Linked DNA regions of Rattus norvegicus: region 1 is linked to region 2. A link is a contact called in public Hi-C data. All regions are on one chromosome and are shown on one strand. The core of a region is the stretch at or near the end of the contact, and the rest is flanking DNA. Distances in the headings are between cores, read along the strand shown.

Region 1 (6,633 bases), core at 1,355-3,854, 98 kb after region 2:
TTATCGCTTGAGCTCTCCAGGAGACTCGTCTTGTATGTTGCATACTGGTCCTCCTGATGGCGCTGAGGTTTCAGGGACACAGGGCCCTAGGTACCTCCACAGGGAAGCCTCAGGTGCAAACAAGGCTCAGGTCTGCTGTGACCTGGGGCATGGAAAAGGACCTATGTATACATGTAATACACATAGGAATTACATGAGAGAGGAAGGGAGGAAAGAGGGGATGGAGAAGGTGAGAGAGTCTGGGATGAAGAGGTCTGTGGAGAGGCAGGAGGAGGGATATTCAGGGTGAGGCTCCCTCTGTTTCTTCCCACAGGGCTGACCTGGCAGCCTTGCTTGGGGGGTGGGGGAGAGTGCAGGAAGTATGGGCCTATGGGATTAGTGGGCAGGAAATCCTCCAGGAGACATTAACTTCTAAATCTAGTTCCTCACCACCAAAGGCATGAAACTCTGTAAGGGCTTGGGGGTGTAGCTCAGGGTGGAACGCCAGCCTCAAGTCTGGAAAAAAAAAAAAAAAATCCCACAAAATCTATAAAACATTTCTTTGAGAGCAAGTGTCTGTGTGCCAATGAGGAGCCGATGCTGCCACCTGCTGGGCACTCAAGGAACGGGCTCTTAGGGTCACTCATGGACCTCCTTCCCTGGGTCTGGACGCCAATTTAAGTTGATGCTCTGTGAGATGCACTAGGGTCTTTAAAGATGCTAGGTCTTCATCAGTAACTGGGGTGTTCCTGAATTTTGTAGCATACCAGGGAACTCGGGCTCAGTGGAAAGATGGGCGTGGCCCAGGTCGCAGGTACCCGGATTCTAATCCAGGCCTCTCTGTCTCCAACGTGTGGCTCAGTGATGTCCTAGAGGAAAATGAAGGGGAACGGAGGAAGGCAGACAGCCCAGCGAGGGCCCAGCTGACCCCAAGGCAGCCCCGCTCCTGGGCTTTTCCCTCCCAGGTGCTTGCAGTCCCAGGGGCTCTGCCTTCCTAGGGGCATTTGTGGACCCGTCCACTCCATGACATCTTTCCCCCAGTATCAAGCTTGGAAATCCAGTCTCGTAGGGTGGAGAACCTAGACAGTGCCTTTCCAGGCGTGTGGGACAGAGGAAAGCAGGACTCCAGCCTTGGGTCTCAAGCAGTTTATTACAGAAAGGAGACCAGACTCGAGCCAAGTTGCTAGAGCCCATGTGGCCAAATTTGAAACCAGACAAGAGGGTCAGACTGGAGAATGGACCAGGAGACCTTCTATGGGGTAGAGGTGGGAAGGGCCCCCCTGAAACAACCACCTGCTAGGGTCAAGGGCATGACCTAATACTATCAGGGAGTGCTTCTAATGGAAGGCACACTCCCCATGTTAGTGCGGCCTGCCCTCTGCTTTGGACTCTGCCGGTCCTCGGCTCCATCATCCTAGGCTATCTCTTTCCCTCCTTTGGCCTTCTTATCACCCCATACAATGTGGTCAGTGGTATTTCTAACTTCTTCAGACTCAACTGAAACTCAAGATCAAACGTGCACCGAGCCACAGGCGCTTAGTAGGCCCTCCGAGCATGGGACAGGAAGGGCCCCACTAACACCCAAGAGTTGCCTCCAATGCTTCTTCAAAGCTGAAAAGCAGGCCTCGTGTCGTGATGCTTCTGTAGAACTGGGGAAACTGAGTCACTGGACCAGGAAGTGCCTGAGTCCAGGCTTCAGCCTGAGTCACAGCATAAATGCTGGAAAAGCTCCTCCTCCTTCTAGGCACCCCCGGAAATACTTCATGCCTCAGTGGCTGCCTTCTCTGCCTTACCAGCCAGATACTGGCAGTAGACAAAGGAAGTCGGGGCAGGCTCCACTCCAGGAGGGGCTTGGATCTTTCTTGAAGACAAAGTTCTCCTGTGGCTCCTTCAGTGAGGAGAAGGCTCACGGCTGACGGAGGGCTTCTCTCACACCTGATGGGTACCGTTGCTCCATCTGCATTGGCGATCCCATCCTATACACGAGGGAAGTGAGACTTGCAAGGTGTCTGCCCAGGTCCTACAGCTGTGTTGTGGCAGGACATGGGTTCACCCCTGCAGCACCCCACAGAGAAAGCTGAGTGGGCTCTCACAGGTCACCTCGGCTTCCTCAGAGCAGGCTGGCTCAGAGGCTCAGCAGGAAGCCCTTCCCATCCCATCTCCTCAGAACTGGGACAAGCTTTGACGTCAGCACGTCCACATTCCTGCCCTCTAGCTCTGGGTGGGGTGTTGATTTCCTCCCTCCAATGTTGGTATCACAAACAGGAAGCTGGGTCATATGGGCAGGCCTGAGCTGAGGGCTGAGGGAGGACAGGGCCACCCTTCGCGCCAGTTCTTTATTTCTACCAGGTGATCTACACTTCTGAGAGGTTGAGGGGGAAGAATCTGTTCTAATGTCACAGCAGGCCATACCGTCCCCAGAGCTACTTGGAGGGTGTTCAGTGACTACACTACCTGTCTTGGTCCTCAGAGGGCTTCTGCTGGCCATGTTACATAGCTTCCTGCTTCTGCTGTGGACAAACAAGAACTTTGCTGACAGATCGCTGACGCAGGCTGTGGGCTTCATACAGGTCCTTGAATTCTTATCATCAGAATTTCATGTCCGTTTACAGATTACACCACCGACACACTAATTGGTTAGGCCAATTGTCTGAGCTCCCACAACTGTGGGGTTGGGTGAGGCAGGGATCTGAACTTACAGAGTGTAGCCCAGAGCTAACCAGCACAGCCTCTCCCTCTTCCTCCTCAGCTCAGCCCCCCTCAGACTATGTTCTGGAAAATGCAAGCTTGATGGCACCTGTTTTGGGTTAACTTCCCCCATGGTTCCCTACTGCCCCGGGATTCGAAAACCGAGGTCTGAGGAGTCTAGGGCCTAACCTTTGCTACTCCACATCTAGCTCAATTCCCCCTTCAGATGTACCAAGCTAGTCTGATTCCTGAATCCAACTCCTTCACCTGCCAGGACTACCTTCTGAAGAGAGGAATCTCAGGGTATAGAGGGGCAAGCTTTGGAACCGGCCACACATCTGTTTAGCCTGAAGCCTTCTATGGACGCAGAAGTTCCCAGTGTTGGGCTGCACCGGGTATAGTAGGTTTTGCCCTGGGAGTTTCCCAGGTCCCACCTGGAGGTGAGGGATTTGACCCTCATGTGTGTTCATCTTTCGAGTGTACTTCCCAAATCCCAGAGAGGGCTGATACAGTGCAGCGACTCTCGTGGCTGTCCACGCAACAGAGCATGGACCGCTTGGTCCATCTAGGCCCTAGTCTTGGGCAAGTACAGACGCTGCCACTGCTGCCCTGGCGACCACACTTTGAGAATCGGCTGGTGTGGAGGAAGCCGGGTTGCAGGGTTGGTAGTTGGACAGGGGAAGGACGGATGGAAGCCTCTAACTCTGCTGGATTCTGCCTTGCCTCAGCTTTCTTACTCTCAAATGGGAAGAACTGCGGGTGTGATAAGGACTGCAGAGCACAGGGGGGATCAGAACTCTCCTGTCACCAGCTCTTTCCACAGATGTTTGCTGAGTAAGCACTGTACCCCTTCCCCAGTTCCTATGGGTGGCATGAATGGGAGGTAGCATGGGAGGGGCCACGCCATGGCTTGCTCCCCCTGGAGGAGCTCAGTTGGCTCTCTGGTTATCAAGTGCGTTTAACCTTGAAGGAGGAGACCTCAGGAGCCTAGTTTCCCCTGATTGTAGAACCCTTTCAACTCCAAGTAGACTCTATTCCTTACCTACAGTTACTATAGTCAGAAAGCAGCACGTAACAGCAGCGTATTGGAATCTCAGACTAGCCCACTCTGCCCCACTTGGGATAAGACTCATCTCTTGGCTGAGTTCTACACTGTGAGCTGTGCTCGACAGTTACTGAGTCCCGGCATTCAGATCAACTGTGCATCCTGATAGAGCTCCGAGGCTGTGAGTTGGAAGCCTCACGGAGGGTTGTGGAGAGCTTCCTTCAAGTGGAAAGGCACAGTAGGGAAAAAGACAGTCTGAGGTTGCTAAGGTTCCTCGAGAAGAAATCCACTTGTCAAGTTTCAAAGGAGGAAAAGGAATTTCTGGCTAACCATGTCAAATTTGTAAAGGTTCTGCCCACAGTGTGTGCAGGGATGGGAAAGGGGTGCACACTTGTGCTGCAAACTCGTCAGTACAGTCAGGGCTTTCCAGCGCCACTCACTGTGGATTTTGGACTGTCACCTGCCAGAGAGGGTGCGACTGTGAAGGCAATCAGCTGGGAGATTTCCCGTGTCACAGCGCCCTCTGGTGGGCTGAACGGTGTATGGTCTCCGTGACTCAAGGCTGTGGCAGCTAGACAGAACCGGAGAGGGTGTGTGGGGCAAGGCTTGGCAGGGAAGAGGATGGGTACACACAAGGGAGGGACAGTTTGCTCCCCCTGGAGGAGCTCAGTTGGCTTCCGGGCAACGGCCCCAGTTTAATGTACCCTGGACAGGGCCTCTCCAGGTCGGGAGAGGTTTGGAAGTGGAGGTGGCTGTTGTGGCAGAGGCAAGGGTCTTACTATGAGAGAAACTGCTGAGGAGATGAGCCAGGGCCAGTTCTGGGACCCAGTTATATGGCCATGTAGGTGAGATCTAGGTCTGAGTGTGGCTCCTTAGTTCATAGGCTGGAGCGTGTGCCCTAGCATAGCCCTGACCGAGCTGAGACCTTTGGTGTTCTGTGAGGGTCATAGAGACCCTTGATTAGCACCAATGTCAATGCCACTTGGGCTGAGTGTGTGTGAGCATGCGCACCCACCAATTATCATGTTCTTACCGATCAAGGACACCTCGAAAAACCCCGGCAAAGGCCCAGGAGAAAGGATCGTAGAAACAAAGCCGCCATAGCACACAGGGAAGACTAGTTTGCTAGTGGCCCGGGACACACTGTAGCAGCAACAGAGCAGTGAATGATAACCAGTCTGCTCATTGGCTGGAAAAAAGTAACTACTGCTACATTGCTGGAGAAGTTGCAAATTGTTTCAATCTTTTGTGGAATGTTCCGGGCATACATCTCAGCCCTTTTAGACCTTTGCATTGTGTGTGTGTGTGTGTGTGTGTGTGTGTGTGTGTGTGTGTGTGTGTGTGTCTGTGTGTGTGTGTCTGTGTGTGTGTGTCTGTGTGTCTGTGTGCGAGAGAGAGAGAGAGAGAGACAGAGAGAGAGAGAGAGAGACAGAGAGACAGAGACAGAGACAGAGATAGAGTTGTATGTATGGAATATGTGTTCTGGGATATGGTCTCACCCTGTAGCTCAGGTTGGCTCAGCATCCATGATTGCCCTGCCCTAGTGCCTGGCCATCTTCGTGTGTCTTTAAACTACCAGTTCTTTTCAGGTTTTAACCTATGCAAACGGTTGAGCTACGTAGAAGGACAGCTTCAGGCATCCATATGGTGGCAGCAGCATTCTAGATGGCTGAGATGTTTTGTATACAACGATAGTGCTTATTATCAGGGATGGTGACTGAGGTATGGGGTGTCCAATGTTCGGCTACTGTGTATAATAAGAATGAATGATGAAATGATACGGCAGCGACCCAGAACACGCTGTGCAACCCGGACACCGCAGTTCCAGAGGAGGTGGAGGAGCTCACTGAAGCCCTCTCTTCGGAAGGCACTGGGGGAGTCCATCTCATCTCTTAGCTTGGCCAGCTTTCCCGGGGCTTCCAGCCTTACACCATGCTGCCTACACGGCTCACACCGTGCTGCAGGTACAACAGTTCACACCATGCTGGAGTCACAGCAACTCACACCATGCTGCAGTCAGAGCAGCTCACACCAGGCTGCAGGCATAGCAGCTCATACCATGTTGCTGACACAGTAGTTCATACCATGCTCAGCAAACCTGCCCATCTCTTCCTGCCCTCTTTACTCTCTCCCTCTTTCTTTTCTTTCTCACCTACAAACGTCCGTCACCTATGCACCATCCCCCAGTTATATACATATACACACCCTACTGACTTACATGCTCAGTCCCTCACACATGCACTCTCCCCTCAGTTACACTGACTTACACATTCCTTACCCACTTACACACCTTACTCCTTACAAACCCTAGTCTCTCATACAGAAACATACTCTGTAATCATACTCTACACACACACACACACACACACACACACACACACACACACACCCCTCATTCACACATATATATTCTTTTTTTTTTTTTTCGGAGCTGGGGACCAAACCCAGGACCTTGCGCTTGCTAGGCAAGTGCTCTACCACTGAGCTAAATCCCCAACCCCACACATATATATTCTATTGTTATGGATACCCACATACATACAGCCCACAGTGTGCCCTTTGTCACCTACATGCTCCTTCCATTCTCACTTTCCTTTCACACATACTAACCTTCAATTACACACTCACGACTGAACAATCTTGACCACCTTCCATACCTGCTCACGCGCTGTTACTCACCCGTACCCATAATTTACATCCTTCACTTGCTCATCCTTGATCCCCACATGAGATGTATCCCCAGGCTCTCTCTCATGCCTTCTGCTTGTAGAGCCAACACACAGCAGCCCACCTTCTCCAGGCAGGTGATCTGAGAGGTTCTTGTGAGCCCTAGCCTTCTGAGGGCTGCCTTGGAGATGTGGCATCCCTGTCTCTTAGAATGGAACGTATTTCTCCCTCACCCAGAACTGGTTTTACAAATT
Region 2 (6,373 bases), core at 251-2,750:
TTTGGGGGACCTGGATGTGCCCACTGCCTTTCTCTCTGTGTGGACACACTGTGGTAATGTGGTTTGCTCCTGAACGCCAGCACGGAGCTCCATGGGTTCAAAGCTGCCCTGTGTCCGTATGCTCTTGTCTGAGTCCAGGTATGGAACTGCCTCAAGTGGGCAGGAACTTGGTTTGCCGGATGGTACCAGTGTCCAGAATGAGCTAAAAACCACTTTGGCTGGTTAAGAGGTCTGAGACCAATGTCCTCTCTAGGCCTGGACCCCAGGCCGCCCATATGCTACAACGTGATCTGAACCTTGGGCCCTTTTAGATTGACTGTCACTCTGTTCTACACACCAGTGAGAGGGGGAGGAGGAGGGAAACTGTGGCAAATGGAGGAAGACCTGTTTTCTGGTTGTGGAGAGCACTGGCAGAGCCCCTCATTCATAGATGCCCTACTTCCCAGTTCCAGGCTGTGGAGACTGGGCCAGGGGTGCTGTAGGATCCCCGTCTTTCAGGTGGGGACCTTATTTTTAGTACCAATTTGCAAGAGGCGAAACCGATATTTTGAGCGCGCCCGGACACCTGCTGGGCTCAGCCAGCTGAGCAGTGAGGGGCTGCACCCCAAGCCTGTATTTCTAACATTGAGGACACACTAAGCAGCTGTGTGGAAAAGCACAGCCGGGATTCTAATCCTATTCCTCCAAAGCATCCCACTAGCCCAGGGCATCTCAGAGCTTCTTATCTCAGGGGAATGTCTGATGGGGAGGCCCTTCTCAGGCAGGCTTCCAGAAGGCCTGGCCCTGTACAATGGTGTTCCAGGAGCAAAGAACCCTACAAAGACGCCCACTGTAGTGCCTGCAGACAGCCTGGCCCCTCTGCAGAACCTCAAGATCCTAACGTTCTCTACCCGCACTGTCCCCACGACTTGGGGGACAGGCCTCCTCATCTGGTAGGAAGAGGATTCTCAGGCTCTGAAGGACTAAGCTTCTCCAGCTGCTGCCAGACTGAATGGGGCTGCAGCCCTGAGATCCCACCGGGCAAAGCCAGGCGTGCGGTCCCCACCTGTCATCCGGGACAGGGTCTACTAGGGAAGACTGGGGAGAAAGCCCCAGGATGCCTGAGCTCCTTTTATTTGGTAGTTTGCGAGATTTGGTTCCTGGGTTGGGGGAGGGGAATGCAAGATGTCAGGGGCAAGCTGGGGACCCCGCGCTGTGCAATGAGAGTGCTTGGGCTTGCCTGGGCTGCACGAGGGGTGGGGGTAGGGCTCGAGCCCCGAGGAAGGCCGCGGGCCTCTAGGGCCTGCCGAGGCGTGCACCGTGCACCGGGGTCGCGTTTGCACGTAACGGGGGTCGTCGCCGGCTGCAGAGGGCCTCGGGCCCGGGGCCTCACTCACCTCCTGAAGTCAAAGGGCATCGTGCCGCCGAGCCGGTGGGAGCGTTGCAGGCCAGGCGGGCCGCAGCGCCGCGTGGGTCCGAGCCCGCTGCCAACGCCTCCTCGGCCGCCCCGCCCCCGCCAGCCGGCCCGACACTCGCCACTCGCCACTCGCCTCCCGCCGCCGGGAAGTGACGCTCCGCGCAGCCCATTGGGCGCCGCCGCCTCCCCTGGCCGCCCCTTCCGCTGCCCGGTTAAAGGGGCCCGAGGGCCGGCCGGATGGGGAGGCCCGAGAGGTGGGATGCTACCCAAGCCCAGGTCTCCAAGACTCACGCTTTGGTTCCTTTTGGCCTCTGATCTTTTTTTTTCCTAGCCTAAGTGGGGCCTCAGGGCAAATCCCTGTGTCTCTAGCTGTGGGTTTTGTGCTTCTAAAGCAAAGCCATTGCGTTGTGAAGCTCAGAGAGAAAGCTGCATATTGGGGGGTCCTTGCTTGGTGCTAGCTCTGGGTGAAGGTTAAAGCTGGGGGATGGGTATCGCAGTCCTGGATTGAGAAAGTCCACCCACCTCCCATCTATCCCTTGCTTCTTAGGAAAAGCCATCTGGCTCCTGGGGTCTGCCACCACCCCTTTCTCTTATCTGCATTACTGCAAATCCCCGGCTTTTCAGCTTTTCATAGGTATCAAAGGAGACAGTTAGGCCTCTGCTTTAGTGAACAGCCTGACATCTAGTGAGAGCTTCACCTGTTAGGGTTGGGCTTAACTATCTGCTTTTATCATCTTGCATTTGGGGTTGGTGTCAACCATTCGAAGAGCATCTTCCCACCTGAAGTCAGATCCGTGCAGGGTTAGCCAGAGGCTCTGAGTATGCATGGTTAGAAATGGCACCGCCAATTGCCCTGGAGCCTCTGTTCTCAGAAACACTGAAGTACAGAAAACACAGCTCCCTCAACTTGCTGGGCTAGAAGAGGAAGCGGCTGAACTCTAGCCTTTTTGTGATTGGCTGATCTTAGTTGTCAACTTGACATACCTGGGAAGAGGAAACCTCAGTTGAAGAATTGACTCCACCGCGTTAGCCTAAGGACCTGTATGTGATGTTTTCTTAGTTCCTAAGTGATGATGTAGGGTGGTCCATGGGTAGCACCATTCCTAGGCCTGGGAGCTGAGTGGGAGCAATGGAGCAAAGAACAAGCCAATTAGATAGAACGCCCAAGTAGGGGAAATCAGACTTCTGAACTTCCCTGGGTTCTGCTGCTGCTGCCTTCTTCAAAGTGGTGATTTAAGACAACAACTTAGGGGGGAAAGTAGTGCCCAAGATCAAAAGGCAGGACGTGGGGGCAGTGTCCTGACATACAAACAGATGGAAACAGCTCTTTAGTCTCCTGAAGGGTTGGAATGGGCAGAAGATCTAGGGGCTGCAGTGATGGAGCACGGCTAGTTTCTCTTCCCTTTGACAATTTGCATGCCCCTGCCACTCATTCATTCATTCATTCATTCAACCACCAAGCACCCTCACCCCATGCTCTTATGGGAAATGAGAAAGTTTCACCCTGTTCTGGAGCCTGGGGGCAGCAGAAAGAAAAAGCAGCCCGATGCCTTCTGGAACCACTGGGTACAGATGAACCCAAGACAGAGGTTGTGTGGTGTGGGTAGTTGATCTCATGTATTCCCTTTCCAGAAGGTGATCCAGAGACCTGCTCTTTGGGCATCTTGGGGACTATCCTTAACTTCAGCGCAGACCACCCAAAGCACCTTGTGTCCTTGGGCATGATCAAAGGCAAATGGCCAGCACAGTAAATAAAGACAGGACTGACTGGTGTAGGTATTTTTTACACAGAGAGAAAGGGCTCCCGACTTTTAGATGGGCACATAGACACTTGCATCCCACAGCTTCCCTTGCAGCTAGGCATGTCGGGGCAGTTGAGTTATTGAACTGAAGGGAAAAGGTGGCTTTAGGAAGTCTGGATGTATGTTCTATGCCTTCTGTGCCGCTTTATCCAGCTGCCTGCCTAGAACGTGGGTGCCATTATCTTGGACCATGAAATGGAAACCGCATGGAACAAAGCAACAAGACACAAAGGACCCAGGTCTTTTTTTTTTTTTCCTTTTCTTTTTTTTCGGAGCTGGGGACCGAACCCAGAGCCTTGCGCTTGCTAGGCAAGCGCTCTACAACTGAGCTAAATCCCCAACCCCAAGGACCCAGGTCTTATCACTCAGTGGCTCTGTTTTTATTAGATGGAAATAAGCATCCATCTGACTGGAACAACTGTTGTTTTGGGTTGCTGAACACTTGGAACTCAATGGTAACACTCATGTCCCGCCCAAATCACTTGAGTGCTCAAATACTGCGCAGAGAATACACCAGTCACCATTACCTAATGTCCTACGATTTTCCTTGGGAAAACTTGACACGACTCAGGATTGGATTAACTAGCTAGTAACGGCACCCCCAATTTGGGTGGAAGCATCCTGAAGGAGGCCACCATTCTGTCCCACACACCCCCCCCGAGACTCCATGCATATAGAGGCACATTTCTACAGCAGAATGGTCACGTGGTCTTCTCAGAGGTCAGAGAGGATGGGAGTGGACTGGCCATGTCACCAAAGAGACTCTGTGGGATTTTTGAGGTCTAGAAGCAAAGTGGACTGTCAATCTCCTGTTAATCCACCCAGGAGACTTCGGGGGATGGAACAGAAGAAATCAGACAAGTGCCCCAAGATGTGGGAATGCTCTAGACCTCTTTGAACATGGCAGCAACTGGTAACAGTTGGATTTAGGAACTGCTGATATTGTGGTACCCTGTGGTGGTCACCCTCCAGTGGTCTTCATCTGCCAATAGCTCCGGCCTCTTGAATAGTGAATAGGTCTAGCCTGTGTAACTCAACAGGATAGTGTAGGTGCGAATCTAGGTTCCAAGAGGCATCACAGGCCTCTTCTGGGGAAGTCCCAGCGCCATGCCCTAAGGACGGTCAGTTGTCATTCTCTTAGAGGGGTCCACACAGCAGACCTGAGGGCTCCTCCTCCTAGCCAAGTGAGGGAGCCCACTGGGATGCTTACTGAATCCAGGTCAAACCCCAGAGCTGCAGCCTGGCCCGCACTTTAGCTCTAGCTCTAAGGGGAGCCCGAGCCAGAATTCCCCAGCTAACTTGCTCCTAAATCCTGACCCCTAGAAACTGTATTATAACAAGCATTTAAGCCACTGAAGTGTGGCTAATCAGTTATATTGCCATCAAGGAACATATACTGTCATTCTCCTTCCTCCGTCACACTGACCAGCCTGGACGAACCACCTTTAGAGTCAGAGAAGTCTCTAGCTGGGTGACCTGGAGACATTGTTTAAATGGCTTGGTCCAGGCCTGAAGCTAAGGGTACTAAGTCCTTATACCGGTGGCAAGATAGCTTCAGGCTGCCCTGGTTGTGACCTCAGGTGCTGGGATCCTGGGTCGTCCCCTCCCCCTGGGGCACGGGCTGGATTTCCTAGCTTTTGCCAAATGAGCAAAATATCACATATTGATGTCGGTTCTGAGATTATGTCACAAAAGACAGCAACTTCTGTCTCAGACAGTAACTCACTACCTCTTGGGTCAGTTGCGTGGAGAAGGGAGCTGCCTGGTTGTGAGGCTGCCCTCCAGTGACACCATGTGATGGATTGCAACTGAGTCAACAACCTCTATCTCTGTGCATGTGATTGGTCAGGGACTGGTCAGCTCCTGCTGCATCTCGGGACATGGCAGCCCTGCGGGATAGCTTGACCGGGCCTCTGAGATGCCCTGACCAGAGGCAACCCAGTTGATTCTCATGGGACAGCAATTCTTTAAGCCCCCAAACTTGCCTTGATCCATGACACAACAGCAGGTAGCAAATGCGTTCCTCTCCGAGTTGTCTGAGAAAGGGAAATGCCTGGCATGTAGTAGGTGCTCATTAAATGCTTGCTGACTAGGCCAACCCATAAAACGAGTGTCCTTGAAGGAAAAGCTTCCTTGACCCCACATGCTCACTCTCTTCTACCCATTCCTGCCAGAAATATCACTGCTCATTATTTTAGGAAGGGAATATCTGGGTTGGGTTTGTTTTCTGTAGTGAGACACTAGTTCCTGTTCTGTAGGTGTGGTTGGCTCAGACTGGCCTCCATGAAGAAGGATTAAAACACAATAACCCATTGTCAAACTCGGTAAGGATTTAAAGGAACTTAGATACCAGAAAATAGGACTCTGAAAATGTGTTTATTCTTTCTTGCTCTGCTGAAGTCCTCTGACCAGCCAGAAGGCACTCACTCATTCCTTACACAGACAGCTATTCCCTGGCACTTCTTCACGAGACACGTGCCACATATGGAGATGAACATGGTATAGCTCTGATTTCAAGAAACCGAAACCTGGGAGGAGGTCAGTAAAGGTGTGGGGGCCAGAACCTTAGGCAGGGTACCAATGTCAGGTGCAGAGTAAGAGACAGTCAGAGGGCTGGGGGTCCCAGGTAGGAGGCCCCCATTGCTAAGCCATGGGGGTGTTTGAATTCTTCCAACTGGAAGTGGTAAAAATCATTTCAAATTAATGTGAACTGTCCATGTCAGGAGAGAGGAAGAGAAGGGGAGGGGAGGGGACAAATGGGAGATGAGGGGGAGGAAAAGGAAGTGGGAAGGAGGAGGGAAGAGGAGGAGAGGTACTTGTGGCCCTGGGTACACAGCCTCATCTTGTGCACACACACCAAGTCAGAAGTAGAGTAGCTCTCTTAAGGCAGCTCCAGGTGGTGTTGCTAGAGAAGGCATAGAGGATATAGGAATGCTAAAACATCAAATGTCTTAGGAAGTCAGGGAAGGCTGCCAGGAAGAAGAGAGTAGTCTGAGCCAAGACAGGAAGAACAAGAAGCAATTAGTCATGAGCAGACATAATGCTGTGTAACAAATTATCCCAAACACCACATACGTTTCAGTGCTTGAGGCCCGGGGCTCTGGTCCCCAACATGGACCTCTGTAGAACATGGCTTGTGGCATGGTAAGGGGTAGGGGAGATTGAAATGGAGTTT

What was found. Hi-C and Micro-C count contacts between places; a contact is called where the count stands out from the background.
Region 1: a Hi-C map of liver shows a contact between it and region 2, with 4 times the contacts expected there. The contact joins the enhancer-like site here to the promoter of Ergic1 in region 2. A contact is called at or near these places in 4 of 12 Hi-C or Micro-C datasets (frontal cortex, hepatocytes, kidney and 1 more).

Annotation. Positions count from the first base shown.
Region 1 is chr10:17,226,872-17,233,504 of GRCr8, forward strand. No RefSeq gene overlaps it. Among named protein-coding and RNA genes, the nearest start is that of Dusp1, 45 kb to the left of the region's middle. Within about 2 kb of position 2,605, at least 15 of the 93 cell types and tissues checked have an H3K27ac peak or open chromatin away from gene starts, as enhancers often do. A contact at or near this core is called in liver, where this site is marked.
Region 2 is chr10:17,129,876-17,136,248 of GRCr8, forward strand. Ergic1 (endoplasmic reticulum-golgi intermediate compartment 1) reads right to left here and starts at 1,501. Exons shown (of 10, transcript NM_001398572.1): 1 at 1,377-1,501. The coding sequence starts at 1,396.